Regions from separate parts of the Macaca mulatta genome. Here region 2 is linked to region 1. A link is a contact called in public Hi-C data. All regions are on one chromosome and are shown on one strand. The core of a region is the stretch at or near the end of the contact, and the rest is flanking DNA. Distances in the headings are between cores, read along the strand shown. Region 1 has its middle 16 kb from the start of MAP3K8. Region 2 has its middle 100 kb from the start of MAP3K8.

The links. Hi-C and Micro-C count contacts between places; a contact is called where the count stands out from the background.
Region 2: a contact with region 1 is called in a Hi-C map of blood, with 7 times the contacts expected there. The contact joins two enhancer-like sites. A contact is called at or near these places in 6 of 14 Hi-C or Micro-C datasets (CD4 T cells, blood, cortical neurons and 3 more).

The regions. Positions count from the first base shown.
Region 1 is chr9:31,759,116-31,765,663 of T2T-MMU8v2.0, forward strand. No RefSeq gene overlaps it. Among named protein-coding and RNA genes, the nearest start is that of MAP3K8, 16 kb to the right of the region's middle. Within about 2 kb of position 4,541, at least 6 of the 40 cell types and tissues checked have an H3K27ac peak or open chromatin away from gene starts, as enhancers often do. A contact at or near this core is called in CD4 T cells and blood, where this site is marked.
Region 2 is chr9:31,876,313-31,883,155 of T2T-MMU8v2.0, forward strand. No RefSeq gene overlaps it. Among named protein-coding and RNA genes, the nearest start is that of MAP3K8, 100 kb to the left of the region's middle. Within about 2 kb of position 3,174, at least 16 of the 40 cell types and tissues checked have an H3K27ac peak or open chromatin away from gene starts, as enhancers often do. A contact at or near this core is called in CD4 T cells and blood, where this site is marked.

The DNA.
Region 1 (6,548 bases), core at 3,291-5,790:
ATATGTATGTATTATACTACACATTTATATGTAATGTAATTTATATGTAATATATGTGTAAATATAGATCTCTATTTATATGTGTTACATATAATATGTATATATCATATTTATATGCTATATATGTCATATCATATTTATATGTGTTACATATGATATATATTTTATGTAACAATATATAAACATTATGTGTAATATATGTAAACATGCATGTTATATATAACACATATTACATAGTATGTAACATATGAGATCTATGTTTACACATATATCACATATATGTATATATACATATATACACACACACATATATATTTATTTATTTTAGAGACAGGGTCAACTATGATGCCCAGGCTGGAGTGCAGTGGTTGTTTACAAGCACAATCATAGGTCACTGTGGCCTAAGACTCTTGGACTCAAGTGATCCTCCTGCCACAGCCTCCAGAGTAGCTGGAACTACATACATGCCATCATGCCCAGCTAACATATTACATTTATTAAGTGATTAATGTTAATATTAGCCACTTATAATTCTAAGCATTTTAGGTATCTTGGCTCAGTTAACATCCAGAAAACCCTAGGAGACAGGTATTAATAGAATATTTTATCTAGTGTAAGACATCGTCATTATGAAACACTTCATTATTTTGGCCAGGCGTGGTGGCTCACACCTGTCTGTAATCTCAGCACTTTGGGAGGCTGAGGCAGGAGGATCACTTGAGGCCAGGAGTTTGAGACCAGCCTGGCCAACATGGCAAAACTCTGTCTCTACTGAAAATACACAAATTAGCTGGGTATGGTGGTGTGCACCTGTAATCCCAGCTACTTGGGAGTCTGAGGCACGAGGTCACTTAAACCCAGGAGGCGGAGGTTGCAGTGAACCAAGATCATGCCACTGCACTCTAGCTTGGGCAAGAGAGTGAGATTCCATCTCAAAAAAAAAAAAAAAAAAAAGAAGTAGCATTAACAATTTTCTTATTTCCTCTGTGATTTCCTTTTCTAAGCCATTGTTGCTATGGAGACAATGAAGGATCGGTGAGACTGAAAGTCATGTACCAGTGCCCACGGGCAAATGTTTTAAAGTGGGAACATTGGATTTTGGAATCTGACACTAATGTTCTTGCAGTTTGGCTTCGTATATTCCCATATAAGTTTTCTTTTTTTTTTTTTTTTTTTTTTTTTGAGACGGAGTCTCGCTTTGTCGCCCAGGCTGGAGTGCAGTGGCCGGATCTCAGCTCACTGCAAGCTCCGCCTCCCGGGTTTACGCCATTCTCCTGCCTCAGCCTCCCGAGTATCTGGGACTACAGGCGCCCACCACCTCGCCCGGCTAGTTTTTTTTTGTATTTTTAGTAGAGACGGGGTTTCACCATATTAGCCAGGATGGTCTCGATCTCCTGACCTCGTGATCCGCCCGTCTCGGCCTCCCAAAGTGCTGGGATTACAGGCTTGAGCCACCGCGCCCGGCCCCAAATAAGTTTTCTTTCTGTTTTTGGGAGACTATAGTTTCTAAAGTTGGTCCAGGGAACTGACTCGTGAGTCAGAAGTATTCGGTGAGCTTACTAAAATATAGATTTCTGGGCTGCACCCTTAAAATTACTTCATCAGAATATCTAGAAGTGAGATTCAGGAATCTGTATTTTTTTTTTAAACAATGTTTAGCATTTATAAATGGTTTTAGCTAAAGCATGAGAACCATTACTGAAGACCATCACTACATGTGTGCCCACAATTCATGGAATTCTAGATTTACTTTTTAATTTACTTTTCTTTCTGTTTTTGAAACAGAGTTTCACTCTGTCACCCAGGCTGGAGTGCGGTGGTGAACACAGCTCACTGCAGCTTTGAACTCCTGGGTTCAAGGGATCCTCCCCTGTCAGCCTCCCAAGTAGCGAGCCTCTATGCCTGGCTAATTTTTGTAGTTTATGTAGAGACAGATTGTCTCCATGTTTCCCAGGCTGGTATCAAACTCTAGAGCTCAAGAGATCTTCCAGTCTTAGCTTTCCAAAGTGCTAGGATTATAGGCATGATCCACCACGCCCACTCTTTGTATTTAATTTTCTGATAAGGATGTGGTTTTCTTTTTTCATTTTATTTCATGTATTATTTTATTTTTATAGAGACAAGGTCTACCTATGTTGCCCAGGCTGGTCTCAAACTCCTGGGCTCAAGGGACCCTTCTGCCTCAGCCTCCCAACGTGCTAAAATTACAAGTATGAGCCACAACACATAGCCCAGTGTTTTACCACATGAAAAACATCTCATCAAATCCAGTTATTGCTAGAGTTAAGCACTTTTCTCCATGCAGACCAAGCAAATGTTTTTTTTCTATGTTTGCTTCATATTAATTTTTGACTTAGACTACAGAGAGTTTTGTTAATTTACTTACATGTGATTTTCAACTGTGATCCCCTCTTTAATAATGAGTTCTATGAACTTAGACCGCAATAATTCCATGAGTTCAGATGCACAGTCACCTGTACAAGTACAGCATTACTCATTTCTATTCTTTGTTTTTTTGTTTTATTTTGTTTTGTTTTTTTGAGATGGGGTCTGGCTCTGTTGCCCAGGCTGGAGTGCAGGGCAGTCTGGAACTCCCAGGCTTAAGCGATCCCCTCATCTCAGCCTCCAGAGTAGTTGGCACTACAGGTGGGCGCCACCGTGCCCAGCTAATTTTATTTATTTATTTATTTATTTATTTATTTATTTATTTTTGTAGATACAGCATCTCCCTATGTTGCCCAGGCTGGTCTTGAACTCCTGGGCTCAAGCAATCCTCCCCTCTTGGCCTCTCAAAGTGCTGGGACTACAGGAGTGAGCCACCGCGCCTGGCCCACAATTCCTGCCACATTTGATACTAACTCATGTCTTCTTTTCTTCAAAATAAGAAAGGAAGAAAGAAAGTGTCATTGGAAGAGACAATAGAGGAGAGAGATTGCTGTCCCATGTTTCTTTCCTCTGCAGGCTGTTGTACCATGTCAGAGCCATCTGTCCCTGGCTCCCTTAGGAAGTGTTACTGCTGCCAGATTGTCTTGTGGGCAGAAGTGCCTGTACCTGCCAGTGGTTGCAAGGCAGAGGAAACGGCCTCTAGTTGGATGGGGACCAGCATCTGGGAAATACTCTGACTCCACTCCTGGGGATAGAACCCATGTTTTCTTCCTGGGTCAAGAGACTTCTCCTTGGTCTATGGCAATCCAGCTGGGTTAGGAAAAGAAAAGCCCGCCTGGGCAGCTGCATAGCTATAAGGCTCAGGACATTCAATACTAGGCTTGCTCTTCTTTGTCCCAGTGTATTAAAAAACAAACACTCCGTGTAATTCCCTGAGACACAAAAACAGGCCTTTAAACTGACCTTTCTTTTTTTTTTTTTTTTTTTTGAGACGAGTCTCGCTCTGCCGCCCAGGCTGGAGTGCAGTGGCCGGATCTCAGCTCACTGCAAGCTCCGCCTCCCGGGTTCACGCCATTCTCCTGCCTCAGCGTCCCGAGTAGTTGGGACTACAGGCGCCCGCCACCGCGCCCGGCTAGTTTTTTGTACAGTGGCTCACACCTGTAATCCCAGCACTTTGGGAGGCCGAGGCAGGCAGATACTAGAGGTCAGGAGTCCAAGACCAACCTGTTCAACGTGGTGAAACCCCATCTCTACTAAAAAAAAAAAAAAAATAGTGGGGCGTGGTGGCGGGTGCCTGTAATCCCAGCCACTTGGGAGCCTGAAGCAGGAGAATTGCTTGAACCCAGGAGGTACAGGTTGCAGTGAGCTGAGATCATGTCACTGCACTCCAGCCTGGGTGACAGAGCTAAACTCCATCTCAAAAAAAAAAAAAAAAAGAAAAAGGAAAGGAAAGGAAAGGAAGGAAGAAAGAAGGAAAGAAACTGTTGCCCAGGGAGGTGACTCACACCTGTAATCCCAGCACTTTGGGAGACCAAGGCTGGCAGATCACCTGAGGTAGGGAGTTTGAGATCAGCCTGACCAATATGGTGAAACCCTGTCTCTACTAAAAATACAAGAATTAGCCAGGCTGTGGTGCACACACCGGTAATTCCAGCTACTCAGGAGGCTGAGGTGGGAGAATCGCTTGAACCCTGGAGCCAGAGGTTGCAGTGACCCGAGGTCATGCCACTACACTCCAGCCTCGGTGACAGAGGGAGACCCTGTCTCAAAACAAAAAAAAAAAGAGCCTGTTAAGATCTCCCTAAAGTCTCTGCAAACTCTGTCAAACATTCAATTGTTCCTTAGTTGGGTATTTTCTTAAAATTTTCCTGTTTCTTATCAATGCTAGATATTTTTCCAAGAACTCAAGGGAGATTTGCAGTGGGATAATCCAGTTCACATGGTAAAAGTGAAACCACTACCACATAGCTTGTGATGCAATAAAGTAAGTGAAATAAAAGAGGCACAAAAGGAAACCGGAAGTTTCCATATCTTAAAAAGAAAAACCACAGTGATAAGGCTTCAACCTGCTGAGTCGGTTACCCAGGTTTCTCCAGGAACTGGAGAAACCTCCATGTGGGGTTTCTGCTACTAACAGAGCGCTATTGAGTTGAAAGAAAAATCCAACCACCACCCAGCGCTACTCTATTTCTCCAGCATCAAGGAGGTTAATTTTTTTCACTCTGTTTATGCCTTTTATTTTTTTCCCATAATCAAGGAAAGTAAAGCTCAAAGGGATTAAATAGCTTTTCTAAATCAACAGCTAGTATCAGGCCAAAAAAGAAAAAAATTGGCATCTGGATGTTATATAACACTAAAGCTCATGTTTTTTTCTTTTACCTCAGACTTTCCACCAGGGACTAAAACAGGTTCAAATACTGTGTAATTGATTATATTTGATTATGGCGTATTTATGGGGACTATGTAAAGCAACATTTCTTTACAATATTCTTTTCTTTTCCTTTTTTCTTGAGACCAAGTCTTGCTCTGTTGCCCAGGCTGAAATGCAGTGGCAAGATCTATCCATATCAATTAATAAGAAAATTGAAACATGGACTTAAGTGACAAATGTTTATTCACCCACAGTGACTTTTGACTTATACCAGGTTGCTATAATCTAGAGCATTATGTTTATGTGAGTGTCACAGTCTCAGAAATATTCTCCCTGACCTAAGTAAGTTCTAGTCCAAAAGTATGTCTCCCCATCCCGTTCACTTCCTTCACTTTGTTCATTTCCTTCTTGAAACGTGTCATAAATTGTGCACTTATGTGTGTTTATTTATTTGTCCAGTGTCTCTCTCTTTCTCTCCCTGACTAAACTCTAGACTCCACAAAGGCCATCGAGTTTTGTGCACTGCTGCTCCCCAGCACCTGTAACTGTGGCTGGCATATGCTACACACTCAAGTATTTGTTGAATGAACGGATGAAGTAGCAGAATTCTCTTTTAAATGATGTAGTGGTTATTCTTTTCTTCTCACTTGCAAAGCTGATTTTAGAAGCAGATACCAGAGATAAACGTTATAAAATCTTAATATCTGTGCTTTACAAAATCAGAACTATGTTCACTAAAATGTTGACGGCAATTATCGTTGATCTGAGTGTCGGGATTGGTGGGTAAATTTCATTATCCCTATTTTCTAGCAAGTCTTTAGTAAACAGGAATTGTTTTGAAATCAGATTTAAGCTTTTAAAAAGTATAAACTCTTGGTACGCTCTCTAATTTGCTGTTCTTCTGAGAGCAGTTAGAGCTCTAATCTGTGCATCAGGATGGGGAGCATCTGAAGTTTCCTCAAATGTAACTAACTAGAGCAGAGAAGATACATGTCAATATTCCAGTACCTCCTTCTGCCAGGAGGTCTCTGCACCCAGCCTTTGCTCTGTGAATCTTGGATCTGACGGATAAAACTGGGGGATCCGACTGGGCAGCAGTTTACTCAGCTAGAACCACTTATGGTGGTGGGTTTCAAGCAAACAAGGATGTGGGAGGCAACCTGGTGTCAACTCAGGGCTGCATGCAGAAGTGAGGAGGGCTGGCCAGTGGCTTCATGGGTGACAGCAGCCCATGAGTAATGTGGGCTGTATCTCCAGTACCTATAGCAATCCCTGGAGTCCACCGATATGCGTAAGTGTCTCTTGAATGAGTGGGTGACTCAGCACCTGCTAAGTCCAAGAATATAATAATCCAATGGCTATATAATTTTGAAGGCAATATATTTGAGTTAGAATTTTGGCCATGTGTATTATCTGAGTGATCTTGGACAAGTTACTAATCTCCAAATTTCAGATTCCTCAAATACAAAACAAGCCTTGTAACAGCAACTTTCAGGGTCACTGCATCAGGGATATTAACTGAGTAAATAAGTATGCTTTTCAAAAGCATTTTAGTACAGTATAAATACATGCAATACACGATTTCACTTTTCTCCTATGGTCAGAGCTATAGGTTAAGAGGTTTTGATATTATGAAAAGTAAAATGAAAACGAGATAACTTTTCTTTTTTCTGTTATATAATAAAGAAACCAAAGCTCTCCGAGTTTAAGTGACTTGCCTAAGGTCACATGGACAGAAAATGGGGAAGCAGAGATTTGAATTTAAAAAGTGTTCTTTTCACTTGGTGAGTAT
Region 2 (6,843 bases), core at 1,924-4,423, 120 kb after region 1:
TGCCCAGGCTAGACTCGAACTCCGACTCAGGCAATCCTCCTGCCTCCCAATGTGCTGGGATTACAGGCGTGAGCCACCACACCTGGCCATATCAATTCTCAAAATTCCGAGTCCTACCCTTGCTAATACTGCCTGTCACACACATTGTCTGTTACTGCTTTCCTAACTCAGTGCATGCTGGGCCTTCTCTGCTATGTGTCTTAGCCTCTTTATTACTTTCGTTTTTTATTTTTATTTTTGGCATCTAGGGTACATTTTGAGTAATGTATTCAAAAGTTTCTTCCATCCCACTAATTTGCTCTTTCATTGTATCTAATCTGGTGTTTGCGTTTCAATTTTTAATTGTAGTCATTATCTTTTTATGTGATAGTTGTGATAGTTTGGATTTGGTTCTATTGTTTTTTCTTTCTGTGCATTCTTCCTCATGGAATTTTTTTTTTTTTTTTTTTTTTTTTTTGAGACAAAGTCTCGCTCTGTCGCCAGGCTAGAGTGCTGTGGTGTGATCTTGGCTCACTGCAACCTCTGCCTCCCAGGTTCAAGCGATTCTCCTGCCTCAGCCTCCTGAGTAGCTGGAACTACAGGCACGTGCCACCAGGCCCAGCTAATTTTTGTATTTTTAGTAGAGATGGGGTGGGCCAGGATTGTCTCGATCTCTTGACCTCGTGATCTACCCGCCTCCATCTCCCAAGTGCTGAGATTACTGGCGTGAGCCCCCGCCCTCAGCCGAGCTCATGGTATTTCAAACTCTACTCTGGGGATTCTTTGATATTTAAGGCCTAGTTGGTTTGAGTGTACATTTTTCCAGAAGCATTTGTGTTTGCGTCTGCTTGGCACTGCAGACATTTACAACCGGATCCACGCTGTCTCCTCTTGTGGCTTTCCAAGCTGTGCAGACCCCATCAACATGAAGATTGGCCATGAATGTTCAGGGAGAACTGAAAGACATGACCCAGAGCCAAAGCAGAAATAGAACCTGTCTCTTTGCCCTCTGCTTCAGTTAGGTCAATTTTTTTTTTTTTTTTTTAAATTGAGACAAAGTTTTACTCTGTTGCCTAGGCTGGAGTGCGGTGGGGCCATCTCAGCTCACTGCAACCTCCGCCTCCTGGGTTCAAACAATTCTCCTGCCTCAGCCTCCCCAGTAGCTGGGAATAGAGGCGCCTACCACCACTTCTGGCTAATTTTTACATTTTTAGCAGAGACAGGGTTTCACCATGTTGACCAGACTGGACTCGAACTCCTGACCTCAGGAGATCCGCTCCCCCTTGGTCTCCCAAAGTGCTGGGATTACAAGCGTGAGCCACTGCAACCAGCCAGTGAGGTAGACTTTTTTCTCACTTCACCATTTCCTGGGTCTGGGCTGTGTGTGTGGGTGTGTGTGTGCGCTTGTGTGTGTGTGTGATGGGGGGTGTTCATTGATTTGACTTCTGTTCAAATGGTGCTCAAGGCTTATCTCCTGTGTCCATAAACAAGGCTGTTCAAACAGGTTAGGCCACCTGGGGTTGGAAGATATTTTAAAGTATTTTAGGCATGTTCAAGACATTATGCGGGGCCCTTGACAGCCATCAGATGTGCAGAAACTTATGTAAAAATACATCAAGTGAGACTTCACAGGATACAAAGATTTCTGAAACCACCTGGGGTTGGAAGGCATTTTAGGGTCAACCCCAGCGTCATTGCAGGCTGGCCCCCTGAGCTGGTATTTCTGCTTCGTTGCATGTGGGCTTCCTACAAGCTTATCCATTCATTTCAAAATATTGAACTTTTTATTTTTTTCTAAAATTTTAAAGCTTTATAACAGAGTTTCAGGATTTCTAGTCTGCCATTTTCCTAGAAGCAGAACTCTCACTTGACTTTATAATATACTCTGGAGTCTTGCATCGTGCCTTTTGCAATGGGGGCCCTCACAGTGTGCTGGATGAATGTGTGATGGCTGCTTTCACATGTGAATTCCATCTCTCTGATTAAACACTCTCTTGCATTTCTTTTATGTCTGCCCTAGCGTTTAGCTTGGTGCTATGCCCTTGTTAGGGGTTCATTACAGCACTTGTTGAATGAATATACAGGTCCTTCTTGTCTTGTCTCTCTAGGGAGGGAAGTTTTATAATTGTTCTTGGAAGCCTGTTTTATATATTAGTCATCCTTACATTTAAAAGTGCCTGTGTGGTGGCTCACACCTGTAATCTCAGCCCTTTGGGGGGCTGAGGTGAGAAGGTCACTTGAGTCCAGTAGTTTGAGACGAGCCCGGATAACAAAGCAAAACCAAAATAAAATAATAATAATAATTAACTATCATTATTTTACAATATTTCTTATTATTAGCCAGGCTTGGTGGTGCACACCTGTAGTCCCAGCTACTCAGGAGGCTGAGGCAGGAGGAACACTTGAGCCCAGGAAATCAAGGCTAATCATGCCACTGCACTTCAGCCTGGGCAATAGAGTGAGACACTGTCTTTAAAAAAAAATAAAATTTTAGGCTGGGCGCGGTGGCTCACAACTGTAATCCCAGCACTTTGGGAGGCCAAGGTGGATGGATCACGAAGTCGGGAGATCAAGGCCATCCTGGCTAACACGGTGAAACCCCGTCTCTACTAAAAATACAAAAAATTAGCTGAGTGTGGTGGCAGGTGCCTGTAGTCCCAGCTACTCGGGAAGCTGAGGCAGGAGAATTGCTTGAACCCGGGAGGCGGAGCTTGCAGTGAGCCGAGATAGCGCCACTGCACTCCAGCCTGGGCAACAGAGCGAGACTCCATCTCAAATAAATAAATAAATAAATAAATAAATAGTTTTAAAACATTAAAAAATAGTAATAAATAAAAAACACCCATGCAGTCTAATCAATGCCTCTTCTCCAAATGTTAACCTATTTCTCTCCCTTTTGCCCTTTGTGAATATGGAGAACAGTTGGTTGACAATTTTCTCATTTAACAACAATTATGTTTTTAGATACTTAAATGATGTTAAGGCAGCTCTTTAAAACATCACTTTACCGAAGCAACCTCATTCTTCCAGTGGTGGAGAATATACTTCTGTATATTTCTGGGTGAAGTTGGGTGTGGAATAACCAAAGCTTTATTTCAGAAGTTCTCTGTCACTGAACGTGTCCTGATAGAAATAAAGCACTTAATGAGGTCTTGGACAGGTGCTGCCCGCCCAGCATTATTGCTGAAATTCTCCCTGTGCGTCACTGGCTCCTGGGCGTGAAGTTTCAGGTAACTCGGGCAAAGCACACATGCTGCTGTGGCTCTGTGGTCAGCCCATGACGAGAGCCTCGTCCATGTTCCGTGAAATCTGTGAGTGCTGCCCGAGTCGAGCTACCGTTGCTCACCACTGCCACTTCCTGCCGTCCTACCCAGGGCCGCTGCTCTCCAAGGCTGCCAGTGACTGGGTGCACCCAGTCTGAGTCCTCCACCCAAAGAAAATAAGGAACCTGGCCAGACAGAGGCCAAAGGAAGAGTCTGCTCCTCATGTTCCTTCTTGCTGTGGTTTTGCCCTTGCCACTTATTTCGTAGTCATTCATTGGTGAGTATTTGAGCAACGTTCAGACCATGACTGGGGGCCCTTCACAGTGATCGGATGTGCAGAAACTTAGGTAAAAGCTCACTCAACAGCGAGCGGAACTTCACTGGATTAAAAAAAAAAAAATTGTCCATTTCCTTTTTTTTTAACTTTTATTTTCAGTTCAGGGGTACATGTGCAGGTTTGTTATACAGGTAAACTTGTGTCATGGGGTTGCTGTACAGATGATTTCATCACCCAGGTATTAAGCCTAGTACCCATTAGCTATGTCTCCTGATCCTCTCCCTCCTCCCACATTCCACCCTCTGATAGGCCCCAGTGTGTGTTGTTCCCCTCTATGTGCCCACATGTTTTCATCATTTAGCTCCCACTTATAAGTGAGAACATGCGGTATTTAGTTTTCTCGTCCTGTGTTAGTTTGCTAAGGATAATGGCCTCCAGCTCCATCCATGTCCCTGCAAAGGACATGAGCTCATTCTTTTTTATGGCTGCATAGTAGTCCGTGGTATGCATGTACCACATTTTCTTTATCCAGTCTACCATTGATAGGCATTTAGTAGATTCCATGTCTTTGATATTGTGAATAGTGCTGCAATCATATGAAAAAAGCTTCATATCACTGATCATTAGAGAAATGCAAATCAAAACCACAATGAGATACCATCTCACACCAGAGTGGCTATTATTAAAAAGTCAAAAAATAACAGATGCTGGTGAGGTTGCAGAGAAAAAGGAACGTTTTTACACTGCTGGCGAGAGTGCAAATTAATTCAGTCATTGTGGAAGACAGTGTGGCAATTCCTCAAGGACCTAAAAACAGAAATATCATTTGACTCAGCAATCCCATTACTGGATATATACCCAAAGGAATGTAAATTGTTCTATTATAAAGACACATGCACACATATTGGCTGGGCGTGATGGCTCACACCTGTAATCCCACACTTTGGGAGGCTGAGGCAGGTAAATCACTTGAGGTCAGGAATTCGAGACCAGACTGACCAACATGGCTAAACCCCATTTCTACTAAAAATACAAAAATTAGCCAGGCATGGTGGCGCATGCCTGTAATCTCAGCTACTCAGGAGGCTGAGGTGGGAGGATTGCTTAAACCCAGGAATCAGAGGTTGCAGTGAGCCGAGATCATGCCACTGCACTCCAGCCTGGGCCACAGAGTAAGACTCTGTCTCAAGAAAAAAAAAAGACACAGCATACCTATGGTCCAATTACTTTTGCCTGTTCCATGAGATAACCAATTGGTCCACTAGCAAGAATGAAACTAGTTCTTCTCAAGTGCTCAGCTTTGTGCTTGGAAAATGAGAAGAGACACAGATCCTGCCTCCCTGAGAACACCTCTTGACAAACAGATTTCTGAAAAGGAATTCACTCACTTATTCAACAGAGATGTTTACATGCCAGACGCTATTGTAGGCATTTGAGATATAGCAGTGATCAAAACAGACATCGATCCCTGCCCTGGTGAACATTCGTCCCAGTTGTGCACAAATACATTTTTATTAGTGGAAGGATGTTTTTTAACTCCCCGGGGGTGACTGTTACTTAAGGAAACCTGACTGTGGAGTCTTCTCTTCTTCTTTCTTTGAGACAGAGTCTCGCTCTTTTGCCCAGGCTGGAGTGCAGTGGTGCAATCACGGCTCACTGTAGCCTCCGCCTCCTGGGTTCAAGTGATTCTCCTGCTTCAGCCTTCCAAGTAGCTTGGATTACAGGCATGTGCCACCACACCTGGCTAATTTTTGTATTTTTAGTAGAAACAGGGTTTCACCATGTTGGCCAGCCTGGTCTTGAACTCCTGGCCTCAAGTGATCCACCTGCCTCGGCCTCCCAAAGTGCTGGGATTACAGGCTGAGCCCCCGCGCCCGGCCAGATTCTTGTCTTCTTTTAAGAAAAGACCCTCTCAGGGCCGGGCGCGGTGGCTCAAGCCTGTAATCCCAGCACTTTGGGAGGCCGAGACGGGCGGATCACGAGGTCAGGAGATCGAGACCATCCTGGCTAACACAGTGAAACCCCGTCTCTACTAAAAAATACAAAAAACTAGCCGGGCGAGGTGGCTGGCGCCTGTAGTCCCAGCTACTCGGGAGGCTGAGGCAGGAGAATGGCCTAGACCCGGGAGGCGGAGCTTGCAGTGAGCTGAGATCCGGCCACTGCACTCCAGCCTGGGCGACAGAGCGAGACTCCGTCTCCAAAAAAAAAAAAAAAGAAAGAAAAGACCCTCTCTGTGCCCATGCCAGAGGTCCCCTGGTGGTGGGAGGCAGTAAGTGTTGCTGGGCAGTGGCTGTGGAAGACCAGGTGACCAACAGCTAGGAGGCAAGGAGGCAGCAGGGTGCAGCACTGAGGCTCCAATCCCGGTGTATGTTCCATTATCTCGCTGGACTTCGCTTACAAAACACAAATTCAAGGTCGGGCCTGGTGGCTTGCGCCTGTAGTCCCATCCACTTAGGAGGCTGAGGCTGAAGGATCACTTGTGCCCAGGAGGTGCAGGATGCAGTGAGCCATGATTGCAGCACTGTTCTCCAGCCTGAGTGACAGACCATGACCTTGGCTTCAAAACAAACCAACAAACAAAACATAAAGTCAAAGATCAAATTAGTAAGATTTTAAATGAATAATTAATTAAACCCCAAGTGCTAGGGGAATGTGAAAACTTCCAAATGCTGGGACTTTCTGAACATGTGGGGCCCTGAGTGACTATCCTGGTCACATACCCTTGAAGTCGGCGCTGCCCAGAGCTGTTAACTGGTATGTTCTATAGGGATGGTATCTCTCTTCCCACCTAGAAGCTATGCTGGGAAGAGTGAGAGGAAGTATTCTGAAAAGTGCAAGGTCTTCTATTGAGGTAAGACACTTTATTGCTTTGTTTTGTGTTGTTTTGTTTGAGGCAGAGTCTCGCTCTATCACCCAGGCTGTTGTGCAGTGGCTTGATCTTGGCTCACTGCAACCTCTGCCTCCCGGGTTCTAGCGATTCTCCTGCCTCAGCCTCCTGAGTAGCTGAGACTATAGGCGTGTGCCACCACACTCAACTAATTTTTGTATTTTTAGTAGAGATGGGGTTTCACCATGTCAGCCAGGCTGGTCTTGAACTCCTGACTTCAGGTAATCTGCCTGCCTCGGCCTCCCAAAGTACTGGGATTATAGGCGTGAGTCACTGTGCCTGGCCCACTCTATTGTGTAAGTCTGAGTTTTTTTACATCTGGTATCAAGTTGGTTTACCAGAAATCACATGCATGTGTTTAGTGTTCTGTACCCCACAGTGTAGAGTCAATTTCCCAATTCTATGGGAACAGATGATCTTAGAGGCCATAACACGTT